Linked DNA regions of Mus musculus: region 2 is linked to region 1. A link is a contact called in public Hi-C data. All regions are on one chromosome and are shown on one strand. Each heading gives the region's core, a stretch centred on a gene start, on an enhancer-like site or on the middle of the called end of the contact. The rest is flanking DNA. Distances are from core to core; before and after follow the strand shown.

Region 1 (3,538 bases), core at 322-2,821:
AACTTTCAAACTTGTCCTATTTTTCTGTGGCTCATTTTGTGCTTTTTCCAACTTCTTCTTGTGTTGTTTCTCTCTCTCTCTCTCTCTCTCTCTTTTAAGAAAATTTGGTTATTGAATAATTGTTAGCACATAGCTTGTAGCTGATGCTCTCCCTGGAGGCTTTCCACTTTGCTTGGTAATAGTCAATCAGCATGCTTCCCTCCCGACCACATTAACATCCGAGATGGTGAGATAAACAAGCTCATTAAAAAGCAAGTTGCTACGTGAAGCAAACACCTTAGAGTGATAAGGCTCGGCATCCTTCGTGGTGGGCCCAGGGAAACAGTATTAGCAACCTGACAGTGGTCTGTGTCTAAGGGAAGAGCTCAGAAGGAAGCCGTGGAATTATTCAGTCAGCCTTCTCCATTTCTAACACCACGGGGAAACAGCAGGCCAATGCCCTCAGAGAAGATCGTTAGGACGGCACACTTACTGGAGAATATTCTCATTCACATAGCAGGACGTTGCCCATTCGTTCAACATTTATTGAGTCTACGTGACAGGCACCATGCTGGGATCTGGGCCTCTACGGACAAATAAGATACCATCTTGGCCACAAGAGGGCTCCTCCTCTGCTGAGTGAGGCTTCTGATGGGTAAACAGCCACAGGGAAAGGGTTAGTGCATAAGGCCTTTGAAGAAAACAGGAAAAAAAGATGGAATTAACTTGACTAGGGATGGAGACAACTGTTCGGGGACTGTATCCTCTGTCTTGACTTCAGGAGCAGTTAATACAGCATCAAGTGCGTAGTATAACTAAAAGCTTTGCTAAGCTCGTCTTGCCTTCTACACTAAACTCGTTGGTGAAACATTTTACCAGGGACCATGTGATGTGACACAGCTGAAGAGTTGAATCGATTCCCCACACCCCAAGATGGGTAGAAACTTAAGTGTACACAGCATCCAAGCTGCTCATGGTGTCCTGGGCTAAATGCCTGACTGACATGGTTCGGGATTCCAGGAGGGCAGGCTACTGAGAACTAACTTGTGTTGACAATGGGCATATGTGACCTTGACAGGTCTAAGATGGAATTTGTGAGATTTCGGGTTGAGCTGATCTGATTGTTGAGTAAATTTGGAGGTTCAAGGCTTACTTTCCCTCTTTGACTAGAAGAGGAATTCAAATATCTCTTGCTCTATAAAAGGAAGTATGAGAAAGTTAACCCTTATAAAATATATATTACCAGCTTTGCAATTCTGACTGCTGTTCAGTTCTTTTAATTTTCCAAAGTTCCCATAAAGGCAGGTTTTCCTCATTCTTTTAAGTCTGTGTCTTAGTCTGAGTCTTAGTGAAAGGAATTTGGTGTTCTAGTTAGCTTTGAGAACTAAAACTAGCCACTAAAGACATAAGAGGTGAGGAGGGTGGAACTGAGATCTGGCTGACCTTCCCAGCAAACATCCCACAGACCGAGCCTGGGTCTGGGCAGCCTTTTGGTTCTCAGTTTGCTTCACAGGTGGCTGCAGCTCCAGCCATGTCCTTGGGTGTCCTTGGAGTACCATTTGGCTGGTGAGTCAGGATTCTTGGCAGGCCTGTACCAGTCTGTGATTCAGTTCTAGGGGATTGTTGTAACAGGACCTCTTGTCAAGAGAAGAACAGCCAGTCCCCAGGTCTCAGTGTCACTTTAGAAAGAAAGGGGTCATCAGATGTTTGTATAAGTGCATTATCCGCTAAAGAAAGCTTCTATGTTGGCTAAGTTCTTCAGAAAAAAAAATTTTTTTTGCTTGTCCTTTTCTGAGCTGGTGTTGGTTCTGTTGATCTGGATTGAGGCCTGAGACTGGATCTTTCCCAGGAGGCTGTGGGAGGTATTGTTGTGTCTCTTCTCTAGGCAGCATTATACCCACAACTGTGTCCAGCTCTCCAGAGATAGCTCCTAAGAATTTCTTGAGTGATTATGTTCAACAACAACCAGAAAAGGCTACCAGTGCAGTTCTGTGAGATCACCGTGGGCTGTGGGTTCAAGAGAAGTGTGCCAAATGGGAGACTCTATTTCAGAAGGTTATGGAACCTTGAAGAGGCAGAGCCTCACTGCAGGACGTGGGCTGCTGGAGATGAACCTTGAGGTTTCTGTCTGAGCTCTACTTCCTGTCAGCTCTCTGCTTCCTGACTCAGATGCAATGTGACCATCTGCCTCGTGTGCCCACTTCCCTGCCTACCCTCTGTGGTAGACTGTATCCCTTCTTAAACCATGAGCCCAAAATACCCTTCCTTCTTTAATTTGCTTCTGTCGGGTGTTTGGTTACAACAATGAGAAACATAATTAATATAAATGACCTCTATTGGGAACAGAAGTTCGGTGATCCTGATACCACTCATGTGCCCCACTGTGTCCCATTATCACCTATAGGGCCTTGTCCCCCGATAGAAGTGGAGGTCATGTTGTTTGGATTTTATAAATCGGTAGATTTACAGTCTTGGAATTAAGTCCCACTTGCTCATGCTGGATCTCTATGCTAGCTATCACTGGGAATGACTTTTGCTTTGTTGTTGCATTTGCTTTCAGGTTCCTAAGTACACACGGGTCTGCAGTTTGTTTCCTTACAGCGTTGAATGTGGTCAGTACAATGATGGCATAAAACAAGTTGGGAGGTGCTTCGTGAAGCAGTTGGTATAAAATTGATGTAACTTCCTCCCTAAATGCTTGGCAGAACTCATGAAGTAAGCCACACAAATGCGAAGCTTTAGCTGGAGAGAGAATTGAACTACAGATTAAATTTCTTTCCTAAAGTTCTGATTATTGAGATTATTTCTGTTGAACAATTTTGGTTGTTTGTATCTATCTAAGTATTGATCCATTTCACCTTAGATTTCAGAATTATTAGCATGCGCTTGATAGATTTGTACTGGTAATGGGAGGTACAGTGGTATCTTGATATTGGCAATGCCACTCTTGATATTAGTAATTTGTGTTTTTATCCATTTTTAAAAAAAAGCTTCACTAAGTTTCATTGATTCACTCTATTGCTTTTCAGATCGTTCAATTTCAAATCATTGATTTTTGTCATGATCTTTATTATTGCCTTCTGCTTGGTTCAGATTCAATTTACTCTTTGTTTTGTTTTCCTAAGGTGGAAATTTGTATCAGATTCACTTGTGTTCTTCTGTCTCTGTCTTTTTCTCTGTCTCTGTCTGTCTCTGTCTGTCTCTCTGTCTCTGTCTCTGTCTGTCTGTCTGTCTGTCTGTCTCTATGTCTCTCTCTCTCTCCCTCTCTCTCTTGGTGCTAGGAAGTAAACTCAGGGATTCTGCGCACCAGGCACACACTCATACTGTTCCCCTTCCCCAGATAAAGATTTTTGTTTTTATGTAACTATCATTTGTTTTTAATTTGTTTTAAAGCTCTGGCTCCCTCTTGTACTGTACATCTTGATTGACTGTTTTCTCTTGCCATTTTGTTGCTCATCCATGTTGTCTAGTTCTACAACAGGGGAGCCCTCGAGTCAAAACCAGGAGACTAAAGAGAACAAATATCTAATGAGTTTCCCCAAGTTCTGTACTGGTTGCT
Region 2 (3,538 bases), core at 738-3,237, 430 kb before region 1:
CCCTGGAAGATGCTGCCTCTTCCCGTCTTTGCTTTTTACTGCCCTGCCTTTGTTCGTGCTATGAAATGACCACACCCTATGTACTTGGCTGTAAATAAAGACAAATAAAAACAATGAATTCAACTCTTCACTCCTTTGTGGGTGCCTGGTTAGCAGCAGTCTCCGAAGCCTGCTGTGAGAATTGGGCGGAGGGAGGGCTGGGCCTTGCATTTCTGGAGGAAGCAGGGGTGCTTAGCCTGCCTCCTGTCCTGGTCTTGGGATGTGTGTGGGACAGACTCCCAGGGCTCTCCCAGGGTTAGTTACCTTGCACTCCCTATCACATGGTTTCTGGGAGGCTGAGGTTCTAGGAACGCTGACACTGTTCTCACTGATGTCCTTTGTGTAGCCTCTGCCGCCTTCCAGACCTACCCACTTCTCTCTGTTGAAAAGGAGAACTAAACCTAGGTGGAGTGAGCTAGGGGTGGGGTCGGGGGAGGGAAGGTAGCGGGGTGGGGCATGTGTAAGGAAGCTTACATTAATGACAACTCACTATGATGTGAATGAAGGTATATGTGTGTACTTTTAAAACATACATGTGCATGTATGTATGTATGTGTACTATATATGTGCATGCAACGCACAAAGTGTTGGAGTGAGGCACCATGTGGGTGCTGGGACCCAAACCTGGATCCTCTGAAAGAGCAGTAAGTGCTCTGAACTACTGAGGCATCGCTCCAGCCTTTCTATTCTTGCTTGATTATTTATTGATTGATTGATTGGTTCTTTGAGGTAAGAGTCTTGCTATATAGCCCTGTGCCATGTTGACCAGAATGGCCTCTGAACTCAGAGAGATCCACCTGCCTCAGCCTCCCAAGTGCTGGGATTAAAGGCACACACAATCACATCCAGCTTATTCCTGTTTTTAAAAGACCTACATCCAGGGCCTTTCACACAACTGGCTTTTGCTCTTTGTCGTTCCTGACAGTTCCCATGTCTTAGCTTCCCTTCATCTCTACTTCTCATCCTGTCTTTCCAGATGCTTGCTTTTTGCTAACCCTGGAACTAGGCAGGCCTCTGGATAGGAGCCTCAGCAGTGTCCCCTCTTTCCCTAGGGTGGTTTTGCTGGTGAGGCAGGGCAGTGATGCTGCTCTTAATTCTTTCTATGTGTATGGCTGTTTTGCCTTCATGGTATATCGGTACCGCTTGTTTGCATGGTATCCTCAGGCCAAAAGAGGGCATCAGATGCCATGGAATTGAAGTCACAGGTAGTTGTGAGTCTCCCAGTTTTAGCTCCAGATTAACATTGCTTTAATGAAGCCATCAATGGGCTGGCTTGCAGACAATGGCTTCAATACAAGGAGTAGAGAGAGGGTCTTGGAACATGGCATTGTAGGCTTCAAGAGACTAGGGTAGGTGGATTCCTTCACGATATGCTGGGGGTGTTTAGGTGCTTTAAGGCGGATCTAAAGTTTAAGTTAATGGCACATACCTGTGACCCCAATATTAAGCTGAGGCAAGATGACAAATTTGAAGTCATCTTGGGTCACATACAAAGACCCTATCTCAGAAAAATCCCTCCCAATCGCCCCTTCGCCACCACAAAGAGAACAATTTAAGAGGTCATTTTCTCGACTGGGGATGTTTCTTGGTACCAAAGCACCTGCCTAGCATAAGCAAGAGGTCCAGGCTCAATCCCCAACATTGCAAAACCGAAACTATGAGCTAGCTGTTACCCTAGTCTTGCGTGTATACTTACATACATATTTCAATAAACCATGAGCTAAAATAACATGGGAACCCATTAGAGACAGGACTAAGCCCTGGTATATACATCTTAGGAACATAAAACTACCCTCTATGTAAACACCACATCTACCCTGGGCCCTGACTTGTACTGTTTGGATTCAGTGGCTCCAAGGACTTGTGTGTTGAGTTCTGACTGTCCTGGCTGGGGCAAGCCAGCACCTGGTGACAGCTCCCCTGCCTGGACGGGATGCTCATCACACGTGTGCATTTCAGAGGAGCCCTCCCAGTGCCATCTGCTTCCTCTGAAGTAAACGGCCTCCATTGTAAAATCACACTAGATTTTTCCTGTGTTTGTTATGTGTTCACTCATACTTAAACAGACAGACAGACAGACAGACAGACAGACAGACAAACACCCCTCCAAAAAGCAAACCAAACCTGTGAAGGATGCTAAGAAATGTGCTGGTTCTCCGGGATCACTGGAAAACTGAATTCAGCTGCTGCAAAGGTCTAACCTAAATGACAGGAAGTCTGGTGTGTGTCTGCCATCTAGTGGTGGGGATTCAGACGGCAGCAGGAGTGGGTGGCTTCAGTTCCTGGACAGCCATTTGACTGGCTATTGATATTTAAGAGATGTATACTCAGGTGCTATTAAAAGTATTAACTACTAATATGACTTTAAAAAAATATTTAAGCCTCCACTAGAGCACATAGAAACTAACTCCCTTAATTTCTCCATGGCAACAATTGTGAGTGGATTGGGATGGGGGGAGGGAGTGTGGATGTGTGTGTGGATGGGTGTGTAGGTGTGAGTGTATATGTGTGTGTGTAGGCTAGAAGTTGTCAAGTGTCTTCCTCAATCACTCTCTTCTTCCTCTTCCTCCTCCTCCTCCTCCTCCTCTTCTTCTTCTTCCTTTCTTCTTCTCCTCTTCTTCTTCTTTCTCTTCTTCCTCTTCTTCCTCTCCTCCTCCTCCTCCTCCTCCTCTTCTTCTTCTTCTTCTTCTTCTTCTTCTTCTTCTTCTTCTTCTTCTTCTTCTTCTTCTTCTTCTTCCTCTTCCCCTCTTCCTCTTCCTCCTCCTCCTCCTCCTCCTCCTCCTCCTCCTCCTCTTCTTCTTCTTCTTCTTCTTCTTCTTCTTCTTCTTCTTCTTCTTCTTCTTCTTCTTCTTCTTCTATTATTATTATTATTGATAATATCCCACTATGTAGACCAGGCTGGTCTCTAACTCACAGAGACCTGCCTCCTGCCTTCTTGGGTGCTGGGGTTAAAGGTGTGTATCATCACGTCATCCTATACCATTTATTTATTTATTTATTAGGTGTGTATCATCACGTCATCCTATACCATTTATTTATTTATTTTAGAGGGGTTTCTCTCATGTGGCTAGAGACCACAGGTTCTGTAAGGTGGCATGTCCCTGCCCACGAAATGGATGTGTGCTGTAGGATCCAGAGGATTCTGGGACTGCATTCAGGCCCTCATGCTTGTATGGCCACCTCCCCAGCCCCAAGGCTACAGCTGTTTCTACTACAGTAGTTTTTACAGGCTGCTATCATCAGCTGTCTATGTGCATGTGTGCACATGTGTGTGGTTATTATTATTTTAAAAGCATCACTGGGATCTACCCTGAGAACTCTGAGCCTGTAGACCTGGAAGAGGATCAGTGATAACAGGTTGTTGGGGTGAGGTGGATCAGCTCTACAGGGAGGGTTGGAACCCCAGGACCTACCTTGTGCATTTTTACCCATAGGGACCCTCACACCCTGGTGTTCCTAGCACTTGTAATGCTGCCTCTCCCAGACATGTCCCAAGCAT

The links. Hi-C and Micro-C count contacts between places; a contact is called where the count stands out from the background.
Region 2: a contact with region 1 is called in a Hi-C map of cerebellum, with 2.2 times the contacts expected there. The contact joins two enhancer-like sites. A contact is called at or near these places in 11 of 39 promoter capture datasets (the 3T3-L1 cell line, the C10 cell line, the HPC-7 cell line and 7 more), 6 of 15 datasets of contacts at CTCF or cohesin (the NIH/3T3 cell line, hippocampal excitatory neurons, large pre-B cells and 2 more), 163 of 484 Hi-C or Micro-C datasets (the 3T3-L1 cell line, 3T3-L1-derived adipocytes, the AML12 cell line and 84 more), 21 of 115 datasets of contacts at active chromatin or transcription factors (the HPC-7 cell line, the NIH/3T3 cell line, PVALB interneurons and 16 more) and 2 of 9 other capture datasets (adipose tissue and liver).

What each region holds. Positions count from the first base shown.
Region 1 is chr1:166,791,869-166,795,406 of GRCm38.p6, reverse strand. No RefSeq gene overlaps it. Among named protein-coding and RNA genes, the nearest start is that of Gm33404, 61 kb to the left of the region's middle. Within about 2 kb of position 1,571, at least 59 of the 459 cell types and tissues checked have an H3K27ac peak or open chromatin away from gene starts, as enhancers often do. A contact at or near this core is called in ECoMG-derived neutrophils, bone marrow-derived macrophages, cerebellar granule neurons and 2 more, where this site is marked.
Region 2 is chr1:167,219,475-167,223,012 of GRCm38.p6, reverse strand. It overlaps a transcript of Uck2 not described here. Among named protein-coding and RNA genes, the nearest start is that of Gm46170, 46 kb to the left of the region's middle. Within about 2 kb of position 1,987, at least 41 of the 459 cell types and tissues checked have an H3K27ac peak or open chromatin away from gene starts, as enhancers often do. A contact at or near this core is called in ECoMG-derived neutrophils, bone marrow-derived macrophages, cerebellar granule neurons and 2 more, where this site is marked.